Linked DNA regions of Mus musculus: all the other regions are linked to region 1. A link is a contact called in public Hi-C, HiChIP or PLAC-seq and promoter capture Hi-C data. All regions are on one chromosome and are shown on one strand. The core of a region is the stretch at or near the end of the contact, and the rest is flanking DNA. Distances in the headings are between cores, read along the strand shown.

Region 1 (3,173 bases), core at 295-2,794:
CTGAGGCTTGAATGTCAGAAAAGACTCTTGCAGGTCTAAGTGGGCCACAAACAGGGGGGGACACCGATATCGGCTGCATTGGAGCCTTTGGATTGTGGAACACAGGGGACCTTGTCAGAGTTGTGGAGTCACAGAAACTTAGGCACACAGGGAGGAAAGCATCTGACGTGTGCTGTAGGGTTCACACAGAACGGTGGTTCTATAATGAAGATAGCAGATTTTTTTTTTTTTTAAGAGAAAGCTGATGGATCCTTTTATGTCAGAGAGGTGATCATTGCCCAAGGCTCTGAGAATAAGGCTCTGAGAATCTTTGGACACTAGAACCACTTTTTAAACATTATTTTTATAATTAAAAATATTTTATTGGTACTGGAGAGATGGCTCAGTGGTTAAGAACACAGATAATACATGCAGGCAAACATTTATACATATAAAATAAGTTTTAAAATTATGTTTGAGTGCCTACAAATATGTATGTGGGCCACATGCATCCCATGCCTGCTGTATCCAGAAAGTGGGGGTGGGGGGTGGGTCTCCTGGAATTAGAGTTCTAGATGGTTGTGAGGTGGCATGTGGCATTGAACTTGAGGCATTGAGGTGAAAGGGTATTAAACCTGAGTCTCCAGCAAGAGCAGCAAGTGCTCTAACCACTGAGCAACACCTCTACCCCTATAGAAGCACGGGGACAAGAGAGTTCTCTGCCTACAAGGGCTGCAGGAGATGAGATGTTTTGCAGTGTCATGGAGCCCTTGAAGGTTCTGAGCATACTAGGCAGATTCCTGGCTGCCCCTGTTCTCCTCCTGTCCATCTTAGAATCTGCCCCCTTCTCCCTCAGAACTACCAAAGCCGGTCCTGCATTGTTCAAGAAAGTAGAGTCAAAGAGGGCTGAGATTTCAAGCTGCAGATGGCTTCAGACGTGGATTCTGCCAATGTTAGGCTTGCTTTAGAAGGGGATATTCCGTTAAGGTGGGGTATGGTAGTAGCAGGAAAGAACCCAGGTTCTGTCTGAGGTTAGCTTGGGCTTGGGTACCAGCTTGGATTAACTGTGCTACGTCAGGCTACAATGTTTCTTGACCTTTCTATGAGATCTACAGAGTTGAAACAATGATTTGAAGTATAGTCTCTAGCACAGTACAAAATCAAGGGGCAATAAACGGGGCTGGGCAGTGGTGGCACTCGCCTTTAATCTCAGCACTTGGGAGGAAGAGGCAGGTGGATCTCTGTGAGTTTGAGGCCAGCCTGGTCTACAGAGTGATGTCCAGGACAGCTGAAGCTACACACAGAGGAACCTTGTCTCGAAAACACCAAAGGTGGAAAAACAAATAAATGATGCAACTTGAGGACTGACTGAGAAGGGGTTTGCCCCTTCAAAGGGCTCAGGATAATAGCCTCTTCCTAGGCTCCAACCCCAGTCAACAACCCACAAGCCTTCTCCTATCTTCATTAAAACCCTTTGATGAATTATGCTTGGGCATGACGCAAGCGCTCTCCCCCTCCCCCTTGGGTTTCCCCTCCTCTTCCGGTTTTGGACCCGCCCCCTCCCCGTAGCGCCCCGCCTCCCGAAGCAGTTCCGGTTCGGCTGGCCGCTGCTGGCGGCACGGCTCCAAAGGGGCCGGAGCGATGCCCGCTGGTAGCCGAGCCGGCTCCCGCCTGCGCTCCGGCTCCCTCCCCCGGCCTTCGCGTCTGACTCTCAAGGCGCTGCGCCCCGCCTACGCGCCGAGGACCCCCGACTCCAACGGCGACTTAGACACCGGCTCCGAGCTGGGTCCCGGCAGCCCGGCTCCCACCGCGGAGGTGAGCGGGCGCCGAGGCTGATGAGAGGGGAGATTGGGGGGCGCCTGCAACCAAGGGTGAGTGGAGAGTCGGGGGCGCCAAGGGCCGCGGGGAGACGGTTGGGGAAGCCAGGGGAGGCCGCTCTGGAATGGAATCCGGAGAAAATCAGGGGGTTGAGCTGACCCGCGGGCAACAAGGGACGAGGCGCAGGGGCTGGGTCCTTGCTACCCGGCTAGGGGAGAAGGAACGTGCAAGAGGGGTCCCCGGAATCCAGACCTGGAGGAGGAGGTGCCCTGGGTTGTAGCCATAGAGATGAGGGATAGGGAGAGCTGGCCCCGGGCCTCCTGTAACCCGTAACCCGCATGAGGGCGAGGCAGCCGGGTGGGGACTGACAGCCACCTGACTCGGTGGGAATGGTGGCTGGTTTCGCAGGGCGGGAGTTAGGGTTGCCTGGAAAGAGGGAGGTGCTGTCGGGTGGGAAGGAGCTTGGCCTAAAGGTTAGAGAGGAAAAGTCCAGGGGAAAAAAAGGAGCCCTTGGGGATCTAATTTAGGGCCTTGGCTTTTTTACAGGTAAGTGTCTTTCAAGGTGTCAAAAATCTCTGGGTAGTGGATGACGGCTTTGGGGCTTGCCTGTTTGTGATCCCTTTAAGAAGCTAGATTGCGAGGGGCGGGTATGCATCGCTGATTCTCGTACAGGGACTGGGGGAGGCGATCGGAGAGAGGAAGTGATGTTCGTAGAGGGTAGTGATTTGTGAAAATAAAGATGTCACTCAGATTTCTTCTGACGCGAGTGGTTTCTTCTCCTCTGTGCTTCGTTTTTAAGAAGGTTCAGATGTCAGGCAAGTGTAAGTCTTTAGTACATTACCTTTAAATTAAAAAAATTAAATCTGCAAGGGGAATTTGGACGTTTGGATTTTACAGATAATTCAGTGCGAATTGTTAACACTTGAATACAGCTTGAGTTGGCCCGCATATTGGCCACAGGGTGGAAATATGGTCCGTGGAAATTCTTGGGTTTAAGAGGTCATTTACGACAAGAAGTGAAGCCACCCATAGTCCAGAATCCTACAAGATCGTCCCCATTGGTAACTCGAGGATTGGAGTTACCTCGTACAAAATTTGAAAGGTGATTTTAACAGCTTTTTCAGGATCAGTATTCTCTTGCTATTTAGCAGATTTTTTCCACATGAATGGAATTTTTTTTCTATCGTGATCAAGAAACCTAAAGGTAGCAAAGGGAGGTTATAGTTGGCAGCTGACAAAAGAAATGTGTAAGCACACAGGTGCTTTTTCTGGAAGATGTAGTACCAAAGCTGTAACTCTGCCAGAAAAATATTGATCCCAAAACTTTTTGAGTTCATATAAATAAGAAATGGTATCGTGACTCCTTTGACTTCTAA
Region 2 (3,173 bases), core at 284-2,783, 1.9 Mb before region 1:
CATACACACACATACATACATACATACAAATTATGTAGACAATCCTATTAAGGAATGCCGTGACATTTAGAAAATGATGTTTAATCCAAATACTGACAGCTCGGTTGGAGATAATATAATTTGCTTTAAAAATCAAAACAACAGAGTTTGAATCCATGGAGTTAGCTTTACTCACACTGATCACTATTATATCTTAAAAGAACATAGGAATTTTCAACTCAACATACAACGTTTACAAAAGTTCTCTGTGCTTCCTTCTACTTCCTGATTCATTACCTTTTCAAAGAACTTGGGCCAGTCACTGCTGTGGATGTTTCTCAAGTTACCTCTGTCTTCAATCTTGTAGTGTCTGATTTTCTGGTCTTCAAGCCAAACGATAAAGTTTCTAAATTCTGTTTCATCTGCAACGAAACATCATATATCAAGTCACTAAAAGCCTTTGTGATCCTTGGTGGCTTTCTAACCTGCAAACACTACATTAACTGACCCCGAGGGAAGTCAGCAAGAGCTCAAAGTTCAGACTGCAGAGCCATAGATACCTGGCTCACTGCAATAGACTCAAATTCTGGATGAGCCTCAGAAAACCGGATACACTTTCTAAGCTTCAGATTCTTCAGATACAAGATGAGGAAAACGGGACTTACTTCGTGGGGATGTTTTGAGTATTGAATGAATTAAACATGCAGGGCACAGTGTTTCCTATGTTTTATTAGAACTCTGGTTCCTTTAGAGTTTAAGGGGCATTGGGCAGGTAAAAACTTTGAAGCAAGCCAATAGAATAAAATAAACTAGAAATAAACGATTAAAGCACCCTGAATACAAATATTAAAAACTGAAAGCTAGGGGACAGTGTACAGTTACCGGGACGCACCTGCTTCCTTAGATCCAACCCCTCCAAACACCAAAACCCAAAACCCTCAGGAAAGATCCTCATTTTACTCGTCAGAAAACTGAGGTCTCAACCCCCAATTTCGGCTCTACCGCCACCCAGCAATCTTGAGCCAAGTAAAAGCCAAGTAAAAACCAGGACTGACCCTGATATGCTTCTGGAGACCAAACGCTGCCACCCCGCTTCTACCGGTGCGTCCTGCACAGCGGAATGAGGCCCTGGTCCCCGCCTCACTCTCAGTTTCCCACTGGCCCGCAGGACTGGAATATCTTTTTTTCTGAACGGTTCCACTTCCCTGGCAGCCGGCCACGAACTTTCTGCGCGCCCCGAAGGGCATCCCCGGTCCCCTCCCCTACCCCGCAGGTGCCCGCCGAGCCGCCCGGGGGCCGGGAAGCCTGCCGAGCGCCTCAGGGCAGCGGCTGCCGGGTCTGGGTCCGGGTCCGGGCGGGCTGGGGAGGCGCCGTCGCCGAACCCCGCGGCCGCCACCCACCTTTGCAGTTGAAGCCTGAGGGGTTGTGGTAATCCAGGGCCGTGAGCTTGCGTCGGAACATGGTCCCCGCTGCTCGCGCTGGCCGCCCGGGCCTCCGCCGGGACAGGAGAAGCGAGGTGAGGCGGGCAGCGCAGGCACCGGCGACGCGGCGAAGGGGCGGGGCGGTGACCGACGCTCCGACGGACGGCGGACGGAGCCAATCGCGGCTTAGGAACGCCCGCAGCCCGCAAGCGCTGGCCAATCATCGCTGCTGCTTAGGAGGCGGGGCCACGTCGGTGCACGTCGACGCTCAAATAAACTTTATTGTCAGCTTCCTAGTTGTACAATGGACCGAAAGCAGGTCTGAAGCTGCGATTCGTGGATCTAACTCCTTTTCTTGCAACAGTAGGCAAAACCAAAACCCAAAACCAAAACCAAAAAAAAAAAAAAAAAAAAAATGTCTGTACGCTTTCTCGAGTCGGCTATAGCTCTTATTGGCTCAGAGTTGCTGTTTAATATCTTGAGCGTATTAATTGCTCGTCTTTGAACGCTGGTAATACAAAGATCGAAAAGAAAGGTCCCTGCAGGATATTCTTTCGGACTAATTGGAGTGATGTGGAGATTAGATACAACCCCCATGCCATATTTCAGTTTGTCCCCAAACAGTGAAGTCAGAAACCGGGAACCTGCGTTTCCTTCTCCTCAAACCTCTCAGTCACTACCTTCAGTGGGCCACTAAGTCCTGCCATCTCTTCTCTCTCATCCTTTCTTGCCTTTCCTGATGTATTTTCCCCACTCTGTAACGCGACTGATAATCTAAAGCGCCCATTTAAAACTTTCTTCTTATCTTTTAGCAAAGCTGTCGGTGCTTATGATCTAAGTTGCATGCTTCCAGGTTTTTGGCCTCTTATCCAAATATGCAAAAGCAAAATAGTTTTATTTGAAGCAATGCTATAGTGCAAAGTTACAGAATGACAGCAGGCAACGCGAGCAAAAGTACCAAGTACCTCAGGCTACAGCCTGGGTCTCTTCACCGGTCAAGAAAAAGGAGGCGCTGGTTACTAATGTGAATGATCCTTTATTTCAATTGATAGATCAGGTTATACGATCATTTCAATACTGCTCACGTCCCTTCCAATAATGCATCTGGCTTTAATCACATGCACAGGCATATGAGAGTAAATAAGAGATTCTTCTTAAAAGCTTATTAGAGGACATAGTTTCCCCTTAATTGTGCCTATACCCCAAGCAAGTTCAGGCCATCTTGACCCTTCTAATCTTTATACCCCATACATTGGGAATATACTTGAATAAAAACTGTGTAGGTGTGATTGGTACTAGGGGTGAAGAAACATTATTATTTAGAGGTAGAAGTATATATAATCTGGGGAGGTTAAGGGAGTTCCGAGGTGCCAGGTAAATTGTTTGGAGAATTTTTGGTTGTGTGTGTGTGTGTGTGTATGTGTGTGTGTGTGTGTGTGTGACTTACCAATGAAGGAACAAGGCTGCCAAGAGCATCATTGTAAGAGGGGCTATGTGAATAACCAGAAACAAATTGGGGTTCCAAGCTATCCTCTCTCCCATGCTTGCCTGCCTCAGGAACTGCCTGCTGTGCTCTAGAGACAATCAAATGCTCCTACTGGATTTAAGACCCTTCCCATTCCGTTACAAATTGTTTTCCAGATACAGGCGAGCAGTGATGAGCAGGACAGACTGGCTGTCTACTTTGATTCCATTTAAAAGACCAAAAAGGGAGGGTGGGAGGGACAAAAGAGAGAAACAGTGGCTTGGAGATAGTGAGGAGTTCACTCGCAG
Region 3 (3,173 bases), core at 332-2,831, 1.8 Mb before region 1:
AATTCTGAGAAGCTAAATGAATTTCATAAAGGTGACAAAACAAAACTGAATCTCAATTGTGTGGCTTCTTCAACTGACAATGGTTTTATCACAAAAGTACATATTTTCTCCACTGGTATTATTTGGACCTTAAAAAAAGAAACTTGTATTTTAATAATTCATGAGTATTCAAACATGCCATTTTATTGTTTTCATTCTACCACACGAAGCTCTTTCTTTGCTTTGAAAAACTATCTCCTTTTATTGTATATAAAAAAGTAAAAATCATTTTAATCAATGCTTTCTTATGCTTAACTACACTTTTGTTGAAGATTTTTTAAAAATTATGACACAGTTTATTAAACTGTTTATCCTACATGTTCTGCCAAAAAAGCCCATAATCTCAGTTCAAGCCTGTTAGACCTCTTTATTGTACTTTTATATATATCACTCATAAACGCAAACCAGTTACTATCCCAGACTCATTATCAGCATCCAGTGCTTAAGAAAATTTACAGAATAAAAACTGTGTTCTGATTGTATTAACTCAGTGTACAGCATACACAGACAAGGAAACAAACCAGCTCACTTCGATATTATCTCTGTCTAGAATTAACAATCGTTTTGATCTAGAGATGGATAAAATTCATACAGGCATAAAATCCATTTACACACCGGTATCCGATTTTCAGCAAGTTATAGGCCGGCCATGGTCCTTTAAATAAGGATGCAACTTTAGGGTAAGACCTACTAACAAATGGTAGCAGCAAGGAGAGGAAGACACTAGTTCCTTAGAGGTAAATACTGGCCCCTCGCTCTCGAAATGCGAGCCTTTGTTGGTAAAAATCTATGTACAAAAGAACCCAACATCCTCACAGCCAAACCACAGCCATAATGTTGCAAAGAGACGGCTCACCGAAATACATACGTATATGAGTGTGCTTAACATCTTTCACCACTTACACCCCAAAACAAGGGTCTGCCACGCTCGGGTGCCCAGACTGCAGCTTCGCACCCCAGCTGACTGCAACTCAGCCCTGTCGGTCTGCTGAGCCAGCTAAACAAACCACTTCTTACATTCAGCTTGTTTTCCTAAACACTGAGGGTGGTTCCCCACACCCTGAACAAAATGTGTCACAAATCTGACCATCGTTCTCGAAAAAAAAAAAAAAAATTAAAATCCCATCTTAATCATTTCCCCCAAGCCTGAATCAATGTTCCTCGCTTCCCTAAGAAATCCACCCCAAAACCCACAAGCATGGTCACTTCATCTCAATTCAAAAGGAGCTACATGGAAAACGTGTCCTTTACCTTGCTTGGCTCCGGAGGCTTGGTTAGAGAGCAGCTTCCCCTGGCGGAGCAGATGGGTGGTGAGGTCGGCCCGCCCAGCCCAAGCCCAGCCCAGCCCAGCCCAGCCCAGCCCAGCCCAGCCCAGTCAGCCCAGCCCAGCGCAGCGAAGCCCTGCCCAGCCCAGCCCAGCCGTAGTAGGAGTTGCCCACCGAGAGGCGTCGTGTGTCTGTCTGTATAGCAGCCCCTGAAGCCCAAGCCTGAGTCCCCACCCAGCTTTGTCTTCAATCCTCATTCCTACAGGAAGCAGCTCATCTCCCACTTCCTCCTCTCTTAGTATCGGGTAGCAAGCCAGCTTTCTCGTTTGCTTCTCCCACCACTTCAGGGCTTCCTCTAAGTGGCTTTGTCTGCTGCTGATGCTAATTTGGCTCTAATCCCCTGGACCCCTTTTTTCCAGCGCCCTTCCATCCCCACTGCACTGTCTTCTCAGTCCTTTTCTTATCTCCCAGCGCTCATCTCCCAACAGTGTCCACACAGTGCCTCAGTGGGTTTCCTCAACACCCAAACTGCTTTCTCATTCTGAACTGAAGCTACTGTATTTATTGGGCCGGCGTAGACTCTGGTCCTGAGATCCGGGGCCAGCCAGCAGCGCCTTCTAATTTACGGCCTATCTGCATTCCCAAGCAGCTTGCAGCCTCTTGCTGCCGAGTTTTTCCTCTGTGGCCAGCCAACCTTTCCGGAGCTTCATTCCCCCAAGGTCTCCCTACCACTGAGATTTTATTTAACCCATATGCTTAGAAAATAATGGCACCCGCAGGACTTCTGGGACGTGTGAGCTAAGCCAAGTCCTGCAATGCTGAGGTAGATCTAGCAGTGAGAACAGTCCGAGGAGAGTGTGAATGAAGGGAGGGGTGTGGTCTGAGTGGCCCGGATTCCCAGTCCAGCCATAGATCCCCTCCTCTACCACCCACCTAATATTGGTAGGGCTGAGGGGCCTCTTTTGCCCTTTGTTTCAGACAATAGGATAGTGTCATGAATAAAGAGAACCATTGTCAGTCTGTCCTCCAGAGTTAAAATCTGAGCTGTCATTCCTGCCTGTAAACTTAGACAAATGACTTAATGTCTATATGCCTCAGTTTCCCCACTTGCAAAAATCATACCATATTTCACAGTGGAAAAATCTGAGAAGGAAGTAAGACCAGACAGATACGTGGTGCTTCAAATAGTTCCCAGAGCAGAGAAAATACTCAATTACATACTATCGGTTATTATTTACAAGAGACTGAAACTCAGGTGACAAGTGGCTCGGACAGTCAACAGCCGGTCGGACACCAGTGTTTGTTCCCCTGGCTTCCCCCAGTTATGTTCACAGCTGAGCCCTGATGCTTGTGGCAACAATTTACCCCAGGTTTGAGTTATTCTTTCTCTGGATTAAGGAAGCACTTTGGGGGAAGGTACATTTTAAACACCAGCAGGGCAGCGAGGAGGGAATCCTTGCTCCTGAAGGGAGGTGATGCATGGTAGTCATAGCTGCAGTTTCAGTACTGTAGCCTGAGACAACAGAATCACTTTGAGCTCAAAGCTCCTCTGAGTTACATGGTGAGACCCTGTCTCAAATGTAATTAATAAATAAATCCATCCTCTCTCAGAAGCCAGGCCTAGAAAGCTAACCTTCTCAAGCATTAGAAGCAATCTGCTACTGTATTTTGAAGGCCCTGTCCTACCTTCACTCACCAGGAGGGAATCTGACAGGAAAATCTAGATTGATGCAGGCTCATCAGCTGTGCCTTCCTCGCACACCCTGGGGACTACCGAATGTCATTCTGGCAGGCGCAAAAGTTACTCTCAGTGAGTGTTCTCAAACAATCCCAAGATTCCTTTTGTTTTGATTTCAAGTTCCATGAAGT
Region 4 (3,173 bases), core at 186-2,685, 1.7 Mb before region 1:
CTCACAGGCAAGTACCTTTGCCAGGATACTCCTGTGTGGAACTATATGAAGCCACAATGAGATTCGAATGGGCTATCATACTTGTCCAAATTATTTCTACCTAGATCACTCACAGTTGAACTTGAATACCCTTCTCTAGTCCAAGAGGGGCCTATAAGCCCATGCACATCACTCTAGGCAGTTACAGTGGCCACACTTCCATAGTCAAACCCCGTTTTGCACAGGCCAGACCTTGCTTAGCTTCAGAAATCAAGCTGCATTCAGAACAGTATGGCCATAGTCTCAAACCTCTTTTTGTTTCCTGGTCCAAATCCCATTTCTAAAGTACAAGCTACCCGAGACACTGGCTTCCTCTACCCAAGGTGTGAATAAAGTGCAGCCTTAATTACTGCCACCTCTGAGCCATAACCAGTAAGGCCTTTACCCCCTCACTAGCAGTGGATGCAGCTCAGTGGTTTCAGACCCCAGGACAAGGTGCTGAGGTGTATATTTTACACACCAAGCAGACCTGGCCTCCAGGTTCTCCAAGCATCTCTCAGTCCCTACCTAGCATACCCTACCCCCAACCCTGAACTTTCCAGCCCACAGGCTCTTTACTATATAACCCAGACTTTTTTTTGTTTGGTTGGTTTTCTCTCTTCCTCTTCTTCCTTTTCCTTCTCTCTTTCTCTTCTCCCTCCCCTCTGTCTCCCTTCTCATGGCGACTTCCCTGGCCTCCTTCCTAGGGCCAGTGAACTCATCGGCACAAAAGCAGCTTCCCGATAAACCTATATATATACTAATCTGGCTTGAATTGGCTTACTTCACCAGTGGAGAAATAACTTATCAGTTTCTCAAAGCCACGAATCTCTGTCATTAACTCGCAGTGAACAACTGGAGAGCAGAGATGTTTCTTCAAGCTCCCTAGAGCTTCGCTTTGTTTTCAACTAGTTGCTGCATAGGATTGTCTGGGATGGAAAACGTCAAGGCCACGTATCATGTGCTGATACACAGAGCGGAAATGCGGTGTCCAGCCACGAGGCAGGCGAGGAGAGAGCGCACAGGACAAGGAAGAGCCAGATATCCTGGGTGTGGCTTGGGCAGGCAGGGGCGTGGCCCCCGCGCGGAGGCGGAGCTTCAAGGTGCAGGCCTCTCTCCTCACCTGAGGCTGGTTGGGCTGAGCCTGAGCGATGGCGGGGTTGGCTTTCCGTTTCAGGAAGCGTGTCAGCCAGCCCGTGGCTGTCTTTGGGGTCGCCGCCGCTGGCTCCGCCTTCGCTCCCGAGGTCTGTACGCTCTGACTGGACGTGGAAGGCTGGGCTACCAGACTGGCCCGTTTGCGGGCCTCCCGGAACTCGGCTAACCGCTGTTCCATGGTGCGCAGCCGCCCGCTCGCCGGTGTGTGTCCAGGCCTGTCCTCGGCCGCCGTGCGCCTGCGCACGTGGCCCTCTGTTGCGCCTGCGCGTTGCATGAGCCCGGGTCGGAATTTTCCAAGGCTTTGTGACGTCTGGTGACCCTCCTGTACCTGGAGCGGTCCTCGGTTCTCGAGAGGAGAGTGAACTGAGTGTCCCATCTCCTCCGGCTAAAAGGTTGCGTTTAAAGTATGAGAACCGTCAGATGTTCCGGCTCTTGCCCGGGCCGCAGAACTCAGTTCTGACGTGTTTGCTCCTCACCTCAGGTTCAGGGAAGAACGCATGCGGGGAAGCCAGTGGTCAGCACCGCAGAAAAAGCGTCTCGGGACGCGGGAGGAGACCTGTGATCTCTGGGAAGTTTCCCGTGTCAGAAAGGCAGGATGCGTCCTACCTTCTAACTCTTACTGCAGTCTATCAGTCTCGCTGAAGGTGTTCACACCTCCATTTTCTTAGCATTTAGTTTGCTTGCTACACTAGAAAGATGCATTGACTAGACAAGAAATGTAAAACAAACGAACTTACTGAGGAAAAACTTAAATACACAAACCTGGGGGGGGGGGTTGTCAAAAGACTTTAAAAGCTAAGGATAGGAGGAAGCCAGACTGAAACTGTCTTATGGCCATCACAGGGCCACTCTTGAACTCCCAGCAGCGTGTTTGCCTGCACAAAACCAAACGACCCAACCTTCGCAAGCCCCCACTCCTAACTGGGGAGCTACTTATGGGTGATGATTTCGGGCGGGGTAGAGAGTCAGTTTCATGTAAGCCCTGGTAGATCCTGGTGGATTGCTCCATACCCATGAATGGGAATTTGTGGACTTCTTAAAAAGTGAAAAAGAGGACAAGGTGCGAGAGGGGTCAATGTTGGAGGAGTTAGAGGAGGAGAATGCATATGACCAAAACATACTAAAAATATATAAAATCTATAAATCGTAACTATAGTGTGTAACTACCATCCAGTAAAGAACATTTCTAGAACTCTGGGTGTTCTTATCCTTTCTTGCAATTAGTATTTACCCAAAAATTAAAATTTTAGATCTTACAGTTTTACAGATTTTTAAAGCTCCAAGCTAAGTACCAAGGATTTAGCTAAGTAGCACTTGCAGAATTGAGTCTCAAATACTTGTTGGATACTACTGAGTTCGAGTCAAAAAGCTAGAAAATATTCATTTAACAAATGTTTGTCTAGGGCTATGTGTTGAGTTCGGCACCAAACATTAAGGATTGAGAGCAGGAGGCAGGGATCACAAATGAAATAAAGACCTTTGCTTTCTACATTCTAATTGGAAAGATTTTTTTGTTGTTTTGGGTTTTTTGTTTTGGGTTTTGGGTTTTTTTTTTTTTTTTGGTTTGTTCTTTTGTGTAATGTGTGTGTGTGTGTGTGTGTGGTCTGTATGTCAGTGCAGTTGCTTGTGGAAACCAGAAGAGGGTGTTGAGTCCCCTGGAGCTGGAGTTCCAGGCAGTAGCTGGGGAAGCATTCTTAACTGCTGAGCCATTTCTCCTACTCCCAAAGTGGAGTTTCTATGGCAGTGTCATGTTGAGAAGCTATGAAAATCTCTTTCTCATCAGTCATAGGCCTGTTTCCCCTTAGAGACTGCAAATCCTTTTTGTTCATTGCATTTGTCACCCGACAACACTAAAACCTTAGAGCACACAGGGAAGGCGCATAGAAATAATGCATGGCCATCTGTGGCCTGTGGTGATCAGTGTCCCTGGTAAATGCGGTGCCTTCAGAAGGGTAAGAGAGGAGGCCTGGCAGAACTAAGTGAACCAATAGGGATGATTC
Region 5 (3,173 bases), core at 178-2,677, 1.6 Mb before region 1:
ATGCTTGGGGCTGAGCCCTCAAGAAACAGAGAAGAACCTCTGACCCTAAGTTGGCTCAAGGTTCCAGTTGAGATGGTCAGCCAAGTTTACCATGGTGAGGTCAATGGTCTACTGGGTGTGTGCATTCTCAGATAAGTGACTCCACAAGCTAACATCAGGGAAACATCCCCTCACCCACACTATCCTCGCTCCCTAAAAGGGCACTACCTGAATTTGGGTGTTCGTTTGTGCAACCTGCTGTTTTGACAAAGCTTAATTCCGAGTCCTTGAGGGATGGCTCAGCTTGCTAAGACTTCATGGAAGCCTGGGACCGTCCCGAACATTCCAGCCACAGACCTTCCTCCGAGGCACTTAGGATATGTCCGAGCTCCCTGCCCCACTCAAAGTGCAGCAACTGGCGGGTGTGTTTTTGCTCACACCAGGTCTGGGGGCCCTCTGCTGTATTCAAGTTTAGAAAGGTCGAGCGGGCGCGGCAACGGCCCTGGAGCGGGAGGTGGTGACGCGAGGGGTGGCACCCGGCTCTGCTCCCGGACTCCGGGAGCGTCTCCAAGGAAAGATAAACTCCTTTATCCGCCCCACAGCCTCCCTCCAAAGAGGGAGGCACCCGCACACCCACACTAAGCCACCGCGGGGCCCAGTTCATCCTGGAGTCAACCCCAAGTTCTCTCGGAACTTACTAGGTACTGACCAAGTCTGCGCGCGTGGGGGAATCTCCCTGTCCCTAGACGAAAGACACAGATCTTTGCGACCTGACACCTGATGAGGCATTTTCTCCCGCCACCCAGGGACTTCTGGTTGGGACTGGGGGGTGGGGGGTCGTCTTAAACTGTAGGAGGGAGTATCCCCTTCAATACCGCTATAGTCCCAACAGCTTCAGATGCATGTGGAGGATTCTGGCGACCGACGGCTCACCTGTAGGATCTTGTCCAGTCCCTCCTGACTCAGGCACGGAAACTCCTTGAGTAGATGCAGTTTCTGTGTATAGTAGTTTTTCTTGGCCTCCTTCCAGTGTGGCTCCTCCAGCACTTCGAAGATCGCTGCCCCGATGGCCAGGTAGAATATGATGGCCGAGGTGAGTAAAGGACCCCGGTCCACCATGACTCTGGAATGGCCACCTCCTGGAGAAAGAGTCCCCTAATTCCAGCAGCTCCGGGTTCACTCGTCCTGCAGCCCTGGACACAGCTGTTTGAATTTGGAGCTCCGCATGCGCAGTGCCCGGTACCCCCGCGCGCCGCTCCCGGGACAGTTGCTTGGCCAAGTTGGCTCCCTGAACGCGGGGAACTGCGTGGATCACGTTCTCACAGGCCAGGGTGAGCGCACATCAAAAGGGGGTTGGGGCCACCCCAATCTCTCGATCCTGAAGGGTAGGGTGAAACTCAGGACCCACACCAGCAGACACGTGTGCCGCCTCTGCGCGCGCGACAGTACGCCCAGCGCGCCTCCGCAGGGCTCTTTAAGCAGCTCTCAGCCCGCCCGCTCGCGCCAGACCCTGAAAGGGGTGGAGTCCATTCGGAACCCGCCCCTGGCCCCGCCCAGCGCGCCTGAAGTCATTACACCAAACACCGGGTTCTCCAAGCTCCAGGCCAAGGCTTCATGGCCCCACCAGACTTCCAGGAGCCACACAGTCGCGGGATTTGCGGTCTGCGGGACTCCAGTTGCGTATTAGAAATCGATATAATTCGCTAAAACGGTCATGCACCTTACTGCTGAGGTCAGAAATACATTGCCAGTGTTACTATCACATCCAGATGTTTCCCCAATTATTCCTGGGGCTCACACACTTACTTATCTGACCCGAGTAAGGAGATTGGATCTGAATTAGGATTACTGGGAATTAATCCCAACCACAAATGGGTGAAGAACCCATCCCAGGTCATCTGTGTTCGCGACACTTCTGAGAGAGGCGACAGACAGCCACACCCACATTACAAGGACCTCTTCCTTACTCCCAAGCCTGCTTAAAATTACAACACCACTTCCCCCTTACCCACCCCAGCTGGAATATCTACTGGAGAGACTAGAAATGCTTTCCACTCGGTGATGCATTTATCCACAGGCCTGTTAATAGCGATAAACACTCAGACCAGGTGTGGTGGTAGTGTGCACATTTAGTCCCAACTAGAGAGGTATACCAACTTTGTCTACATAGGGAGTTCTAGGCCAGCCAGGCTACACAGTAAAACCTTCTCTCAAAAATAAACAAATACTTGATAATAGGCAGAAGATGTGAATACATCTGTCAAAACTCGTCTGAGTTACTCCTCACTCTGCTTGCTTCTCTGAGCATTTATAAACCCTGGGCAGACGACATGTTTTTGTATCGTAATCGGGGGTTTGTCGTTAGATCTACTTTCCAGGAAAGAAATGGAAGCTAGGCAGAGCCATTTGGGCAGCCTCCACTGTCTCAAGTCAGGGGTGCTGACTTGTGTGCCAGAGCCACAGCCTGCCCCTGACCTCTGTGGCAGCAGATGCAACAGAGGCCAGAGTCCCTGGCACTACCCCCTCCCCAGGGCCTTTTCCTTCTGTGGGTGATTAATCGTCACAGGCCGAGAGTTGCAAGAAGGTTGTCTGTGGCTCTTGAAATCTTGCTGCATCTGCAGAGCTAAGGATGGCTCCACACTGCTGATCAGTCAATCATTTAGATAGGGTCTCCCTGTGTAGCTCTGGTTATCCTGGACCTCGCTATGTAAACCAAGCTGACTTTGAACTCACAAAGATCCACTCCCTACACTTCCCAAGTGCTGGAATTAAAGACATGGCCACCACCTCTGGCCTTCAATTGTTTGTAGCTCTTGTTTGAAGATTGTGAACATGCCCTGAGGGAGAAGTCTGAGCAGGAAACCGAGAAAACTCAGGTTTCTAGGGCAGGAGAGATGGCTTGTCAGTTAAGAGACTGACAGCCCTGTCTCGAAAAACCAAAAAAAAAAAAAAAAAAAAAAACAGAGAGAGACTGACAGCTATTACAGAGGACAGAGTCTCATTTTCCCTGTAACTCCAGTTCCAGAGTATCCAATGCCTCTTCTGAGCTCTGTGAGCACACACACACACACATAATATATGTATATATGAAAATTCAGGCTTTCTAACTTTGTGTCCCAGTGCCTGCTTCCTTCCTCAGGGTACTTCCATACAAGGCTTGCCCTGGGCCAGGCCGCAGGATGATGCTTTTCCAC
Region 6 (3,173 bases), core at 481-2,980, 1.5 Mb before region 1:
ATCTATATTCAGGAGTTAGTAACCTTGTCCCTACAATGGTTCTTTTAAAATGTCCTCTTGTTCCGCTTAAGCCCTTTGGTGACATTCTATCCCTCTCGGAATAAACCCAGAACATTATAATGGCTTTATAAAAACATAACACTCGTGAGGCTCCGTGTGATCTAGTGCCTGTCTATTTTTTGACCTCATCTATAATGATCTGTCCTACATTTCTTTGTTTTACCTTTTATTGTTATGTGTTATGGGTGTTTTGTCTGTGTATACTGTGTACCACATTTGAGCAATGCCCACAGAGGCCAGAAGAGGACCTCAGATCCCTTGGAACTAGAGTTCCAGAAGGTTGTAAGCTGTTATATTGAAGCTGGGACTCAAATCCAGGTCCTCTAGAAGAACAATCAGGACTCTAAACCATTCTGCCATTTCTCCAGCCCCAGTCCTAACCTTTCTTTACACCCGCCAGGCACATCTCCACCCCAGGGCCTTTGCACGAGCTTATTTTACTCTGTCTACAAGTCTCTCCCCACAAATCCTAACTTGGCTGTTCCTGTCAGCTCTGTCAAGCTCTTTATTCCAGTGTTGCCTTAACAATGAGGCTATCCATCCTACGTAAAATAGCAAAACCGCTCCTCCTCTTACCATGCTTTAACTTCTGCCCCAGCACTTACAACCGTGTGTACAGTTATTTATTTTGTTTTCTCCCATAGAATTTTGTTTACATTAAGATGCATTTTTTATGTATCCTGTACTTTTAATATTTTGTCTCATTAATTATATTTTGAAGAGCTAGGGAAATGGCTTAGTGGTTAATAGCACTGGCTTCTCACAGAAGCAAGCAACTCCCATAGTAAGAAAGAAAGCAGCCCCAAGTAGCTTTACTGGAGATTCGTCTTAGATGGTGATTGATCCTACTGATTGACCAAGGTAAGAGTTTTACCTAAAGCGTCTATATACCTAAGCACAGTCCCTCGTTTATTTAAAGCAAGGTATCAGTATGCACCCCTGATAACCTGAGTCTACTGTGTACACTGGGCTGACCTCAAATTCAGAGGGCTCTGCCTCTGTCTCCTGGGATTAAAGGCAGGCCTGGAACTCCTTTTTTTGTTTTTGTTTTTGTTTTTCGAGACAGGGTTTCTCTGTATAGCCCTGGCTGTCCTGGAACTCACTCTGTAGACCAGGCTGGCCTTGAACTCTGAAATCCACCTGCCTCTGCCTCCCAAGTGCTGGGATTAAAGGCATGCACCACCACGCCCGGCTAAGCCCGGAACTCCTAACCTTAAAAAAAGATTTTTTTTTCATGTTCATATGTACATGGCACATGTGTGTCCATGGGTGCACATTAAAGTATGTGGGTGTAGAGGGTAAAGTTGACATGGAATGTCTTCCTCCATGGCTTTCCCCTTTGTTCATTGAGGCAGGGTCTCCCACTGAACCTGGGGCTCACCAATTCAGCTAAGCAGCATCTAGCCCAGAAGATCTGGAAACTGTTAAAGCTATTTGTTTGTGGTGGGTTTCACTATATGCTTTATAAGGTTAACTTTGCAACCCAAGGTTACAAGCTCCCGGCCTAAAAGTTGAACTACAATTCCCAGAGTGCATCGGTAATCTCTCTGAGACTGCTGGGAAGTGTGTCAGATTTCCACTTACCCAACCACCCCTACGTGCGCTGTAGCGATGAAACTACATTTCCCAGAGTGCATCTTTAAGGAGGATTCTGGGAGGTGTGGCAAAGCGTCAATCCCACTGGGAAGGGAAAAGAGAAACCATTTGAACTTGAACATTTGGAGTTTCCAGGGGCGTGCAGACCATTGGGGCATAGAAGGCATCTCGAAAAGAGTGAGTACAGGAAACGAAACCTGTTCTAAGTGCAACTAGGATGTAGTAAGGAGCCATAATCAAAACTTGCCAGACGCTCTCGGTTACAGAGTTTGACAGTTTTAACTTAAACCTTTCAAATCTCGAGAAACCGGACGTTTTTGTACCCAACATTGAGTACCTCTAAATATTTTCTGAAATATTTTTGAAGAGCTATTTAAAATGGAAGTTTCCAATATTTCACCTTTTCTCTTAATTTTTTAAATGGTGGCGGGATCTTTTAGAAATAAACCATAAAGCTTTTTATATAAACCAGGGCACAGAGACCGTGAAGTCTGCAACACGGCTGCTCATCAGCTTCCAGCATTCCCAGCCATCGAAGTCCACAGTGGAGTGGCTGCTCCCTGGGCACCTGTGAAGATTCAGGAGGAACCCACGGTCACGCTTTATGCCTTTCAAGTCATTCCATCTGGAAAGATGAACAGAATGAGAAATGTGTGTGTGTGTGCCATAGAAGTTGTTAGTTCATACGTTCAAATGCCTTGGCATTTATTAGTTTTGAGTAAAAACAACGTTACCTTTCATCTCATCGATAATTCTTTGTATACACACACACCAGGAGCGTCAAGTGTGGGGATGCTGTTTGACATATTGTCCAGTCGTCAGGCCATGATAATCGACAGTTGGCTAAAATTAATTTGGTATCAAATATTGGACAAGAAACCAGGTAGCTGTATGGCCATACAAGAGCAGTGAGTAGTTACAGCTCGATTCCCAGGACCCATTAACCTCACCAGAGGAATTCCAGTAGCCTAAATTTCCAGTAGCGTGAAAATAACCTCTTTTAGCCGTTAGTCCTGGAAACTACTGGTTTTGTTATACATTATTGTATTTATATATACATATATATGTGTGTGTATGTATGTATATGCATGTGCTTTAAAATTTAAAGATAGCCTATAATCCTTCCTGCTGAAGCAAAAGAGTCGCTATGAGTCTGAGGCCAGCCTGGGTTACAGAGTGATACTTTGTCTCAAAAATAAATAAATAAATGAAATTTAAAATCAGTAAAAATAAATAAGTAAATTTTAGTCAGGGCTGGAAAAGTGGCTCAGCAGATAAAGTGCTTGCTGAGTTTGAGTCCCCAGGACCCATGTAAAGTGGGGTGCAATAGTGCACATCTGTGACTCTCTGGAAGCTCACAGGCTAACCAGCCTAGTATACACAGTGATGAATGACAGAAATATCATGGCTCAAAATAAGGTGGAGGGTGAGGACCAACACCTGAGGGTGTCCTCTGACCTGTACACTTATCCTGTGGCATGTGTGTGCCTGCAGTATCTCTCTCTCTCACAGTCACA
Region 7 (3,173 bases), core at 322-2,821, 1.4 Mb before region 1:
GCAGACGTCAGTGGCTTTTAAGGTTATGGAACAAGTCTCTCAGAAGGAAGGCTTACTTTACCTTTTGCAGGCTTGTATTTGAGATTGAAAGGCTGATTCTGCCAGATATAAGGGACCAGTATGGGTGCGAACTGGGTCATTATCCGTTCAATGTACTTCTGAAGAATCTCTCTGTGCTCTTCTGTGCCTCTGGCTTTATCTGGTATCAGGAAGAGATGGTACTCCACAGCATCCTCTACCATTGCGAGCTTTCCACTGCCCTCCATTCTTCTCTAAAAATGGCCATCAAAGTTCAAGGGACATAAGCCACACAAAAGGAGAAATAACAGCATTCTCAGAATTCTTCTAGGTGACTACATTATTTCCCCCAAATTTGATACACACCTACCATCATGGTTCCGGCCTTTACCAGACACCACTTGATTTATCCTCTGAATAACAGACTTAAAACTATCTTCCTTAAAATTAAATTATGTGAACTGGAAACCTTGATATTATGGAGTAAATGAAAGTCCAACAACTCACTTCCCAAACCAAAGAAGTATGTGAGGATAAAAGTTAAAAATAGCTAGGTGTGCCTATGGTCTCAGCTGAGAGATCAAGGCAAAAGGATCACCTGGGTCCAGGATTTTGAGGCTAGGCTAGGTAACATAAGACGATCCTTTCTCACAAATAAATAAATGTTTGCCCTTCAGTCGGCAGCAGTGTGTGTAACACAGTTTGAAAACATTCCATTACTATCCATTATTCTCTCACACCTTCCAACCGTGCTTCAGTCGGTGGCATACTTTGGGCACTTTACTTTCTTGAGCTTTCTACTTAGTCGTGAAATGAAAGTGTTAGTCTGCCGTCTCTAAAACACCTTCCTTTAAAATTGTGTTACTAGGTGCGTTAAAAAGCAATGCCCCTTGCTCTACAGGGCTTCTATAGAAGATTTAAAAGTGCCAACACTTGCGTGTCGGAGTTTCGTCCCAAAATAATTGGTCATGGTTCCGGATGCCCACCTAACGCAGCAATTTAATTCCTAAGCTTACTTGGCTTTGCAATGAACCAATAAGGAACCTGCACCTTCTATGCAACTACCCACTCACCACTGTAAATTAGAATCGTGCTGCCTCTCACCCTGGCGGATCAAGGAAAAACTCTACCCACCCTCACCCTAAATCCAAGCAGGGCTCTTTATGTAGAATTTACAGAGTCAGAATTGGACTTGAGATCATGGGAATTAATGAAAAATGACATACCCGAGAGTACAGAAGAGGAGCCACCAGGAGCACTGTCCTGGCGCGGTATAGTGCTCCTTCACCAAACTAGACGCTCTTCTTCCACCTGACAAAAGTAAAGCGATCCCTTTCAATAGCTCTCTCGTGCGCCTCTGCTCTGGCACCTTTCCTTGGCTGCCTCTTCCAGCAGGACACTTGGTCAGAGGCGACCACCAACCGCCCAATCCCGGCCCATGCTGGGTCCTCGCGTTCGCTTGGGCCCTGATCCACGCCTGAACGCCTGCAAGTCGTGAGGCTCGGAACCCTGAGTATAGTCTCTAGTGCGCATCGGAGCCAATTTCCGAAAGACGCTGTACCTTCGTCACTTCCGCTCATGAGAGGAAGGAGGCAGGTCGGAAGACTATAGAGTGGGAACTCTGGGAGGTGGCGGTCCGGAATCTAAGCGACGGGGCGAGACGGGGCGAGACGGGGCCGGTAGGTGGCAGGAGGGGGCCGGGCCGGAGCCGGCGGGAGGGCCAGGCCCCGAGGCCCCCGCCCTGGCTTGCCCGCCCTGGCCGCAGAGGAGAAAAAGGAGGATGATCTCCAGATACACTCGGAAGGCCGTGCCGCAGAGCGTGGAGCTGTGAGTGGATTGCTCTGCTCGCCCAGCTTGGGCCGCCGGAGCTCAAGGGACCTTATAAGGCCCGTCCTCTCCTTTCCCGTCCCAGACATAGGGAGGGAAAATACTATCCCGGATTCTCACCTCCCAGCCCTGGTGGAAGCTGCCTTTTGTCTTTGGGTCACCAGCTTAGGGTGTGCCTTTGGGACTGTTAGGTCCTGAATTGAGGGAGTGCTGCATCCGTTGTTCCCACAGTGCTTTTGACCCCACTGAAGATAATAGCTTAAATGCTACAATAACGTTGAACGTGTCTAGTTCAGAACACCATGCAAAGCTGTTTGCTTGAATGCAATAGCGAAATCAGGTTGAGACCAACTTTGCACATCCTACAAATAAAGATCACAGGTCTAAAGGTTGTATCTAGAAGGTGGTGCAGCTCAGACGTACAAACCAAGGGTCAATCCGATTGTAAAGCCTGTTGTCAAGCAATTCACACATTGCCGTCACACCCCCTGCAAATAATGCTAAAAAGCAAGCACTTTGGTAGTTTAAAAACCTGCTTTGTACCCTTAGTAAAGTGTAACATAGAGCCTTATATCTACTGACTGGTACTTTGCAATTTCAAAAGAACCTGCAGTTTCTTGGTCCTTTCAGCAGTTCTGAAAGATTGCTGTAACTAGCTTCTGTTGCTCAGATAAAATTAGAAAGCTTCCACATCTGAACCCAATAGGGCCTGAACGTTTAAACCAAGTCCCATTGGTCCTCCTCATTGAAGTAAGCAATTTCAACAGCCATACACTTATTATGCATTCCAATAACATTCATTTAAAGTCACACCTGAGATTTTTAGATGGATACTTTTCTTGCCACTTAGCTTTTAGGAAATTTAACTAGATCTGGGCCTTCCTGTCTATGTATACAACTAAGATGTACAAGTATACCTAAAATGATGACGTAGGGCTGGTACATAATAGATCCTCAATAAGTGATAGCACTACTTTCTTCTTCCCGCCTTTACTTGGTAAAAGAGCCATACAAAGAAGAGAACCTCTCCTTGCTTTTCAGAAGCATGTTATCTATTAAGGAATATGTTATTTGCACAACAGCAAATCAGATAATAAGCTCCTTAGGGAATAAAACTAAGAAATAATCATTTCCCCAAAGTGAGAAGGATTTAACTTAAAATCTGCTTTTAATTTTTAAAATTCCATTTAGTGTATCATGCACATGCGCGTGCACCATAGCACACATTTGTTTTTTTGATTTTTTTTTTTTTTTTTTTTTTTTTGGTTTTTTGAGACAGGGTTTCTCTGCGCAGTCCTGGCTGTCCTGGAACTCACTCTTTAGACCAT

Evidence for each region. Promoter capture Hi-C pulls out the DNA fragments that hold promoters and counts their contacts. A called contact is a pair of places that touch in the nucleus more often than the background predicts. HiChIP or PLAC-seq counts read pairs in DNA pulled down with a chosen protein or histone mark.
Region 2: a contact with region 1 is called in a promoter capture Hi-C map of pre-B cells, with 4 times the contacts expected there. The contact joins the promoter of Rtraf here to the promoter of Samd8 in region 1. A contact is called at or near these places in 3 of 39 promoter capture datasets (liver and pre-B cells) and 2 of 484 Hi-C or Micro-C datasets (B cells and CD4 T cells).
Region 3: a contact with region 1 is called in a promoter capture Hi-C map of pre-B cells. The contact joins the promoter of Gng2 here to the promoter of Samd8 in region 1. A contact is called at or near these places in 1 of 39 promoter capture datasets (pre-B cells) and 1 of 9 other capture datasets (liver).
Region 4: a contact with region 1 is called in a Hi-C map of CD8 T cells, with 6 times the contacts expected there. The contact joins the promoter of Saysd1 here to the promoter of Samd8 in region 1. A contact is called at or near these places in 2 of 39 promoter capture datasets (liver and pre-B cells) and 1 of 484 Hi-C or Micro-C datasets (CD8 T cells).
Region 5: a promoter capture Hi-C map of pre-B cells shows a contact between it and region 1, with 4 times the contacts expected there. The contact joins the promoter of Kcnk5 here to the promoter of Samd8 in region 1. A contact is called at or near these places in 3 of 39 promoter capture datasets (erythroid cells, liver and pre-B cells) and 1 of 484 Hi-C or Micro-C datasets (B cells).
Region 6: a promoter capture Hi-C map of liver shows a contact between it and region 1, with 4 times the contacts expected there. The contact joins the promoter of Nudt13 here to the promoter of Samd8 in region 1. A contact is called at or near these places in 2 of 39 promoter capture datasets (liver and pre-B cells) and 1 of 484 Hi-C or Micro-C datasets (CD4 T cells).
Region 7: an H3K27ac HiChIP or PLAC-seq map of thymic regulatory T cells shows a contact between it and region 1, with 8 times the contacts expected there. The contact joins the promoter of Ecd here to the promoter of Samd8 in region 1. A contact is called at or near these places in 2 of 39 promoter capture datasets (liver and pre-B cells), 2 of 115 datasets of contacts at active chromatin or transcription factors (astrocytes and thymic regulatory T cells) and 2 of 9 other capture datasets (adipose tissue and liver).

The regions. Positions count from the first base shown.
Region 1 is chr14:21,748,987-21,752,159 of GRCm38.p6, forward strand. Samd8 (sterile alpha motif domain containing 8) reads left to right here and starts at 1,545. Exons shown (of 6, transcript NM_026283.3): 1 at 1,545-1,794. The coding sequence starts at 1,621.
Region 2 is chr14:19,822,290-19,825,462 of GRCm38.p6, forward strand. It overlaps Rtraf (RNA transcription, translation and transport factor), which reads right to left and starts at 1,534. Exons shown (of 8, transcript NM_026528.3): 1 at 1,380-1,534; 2 at 277-401. The coding sequence starts at 1,440.
Region 3 is chr14:19,975,668-19,978,840 of GRCm38.p6, forward strand. It overlaps Gng2 (guanine nucleotide binding protein (G protein), gamma 2), which reads right to left and starts at 1,582. Exons shown (of 4, transcript NM_010315.4): 1 at 1,291-1,582.
Region 4 is chr14:20,081,737-20,084,909 of GRCm38.p6, forward strand. Saysd1 (SAYSVFN motif domain containing 1) reads right to left here and starts at 1,436. Exons shown (of 2, transcript NM_026209.1): 1 at 1,142-1,436. The coding sequence starts at 1,351.
Region 5 is chr14:20,180,355-20,183,527 of GRCm38.p6, forward strand. Kcnk5 (potassium channel, subfamily K, member 5) reads right to left here and starts at 1,428. Exons shown (of 5, transcript NM_021542.4): 1 at 913-1,428. The coding sequence starts at 1,098.
Region 6 is chr14:20,292,960-20,296,132 of GRCm38.p6, forward strand. It overlaps Nudt13 (nudix (nucleoside diphosphate linked moiety X)-type motif 13), which reads left to right and starts at 1,731. Exons shown (of 9, transcript NM_026341.3): 1 at 1,731-1,833.
Region 7 is chr14:20,346,550-20,349,722 of GRCm38.p6, forward strand. It overlaps Ecd (ecdysoneless cell cycle regulator), which reads right to left and starts at 1,572. Exons shown (of 14, transcript NM_027475.3): 1 at 1,245-1,572; 2 at 62-272. The coding sequence starts at 266. Fam149b (family with sequence similarity 149, member B) reads left to right here and starts at 1,613. Exons shown (of 14, transcript NM_001024512.2): 1 at 1,613-1,845. The coding sequence starts at 1,799.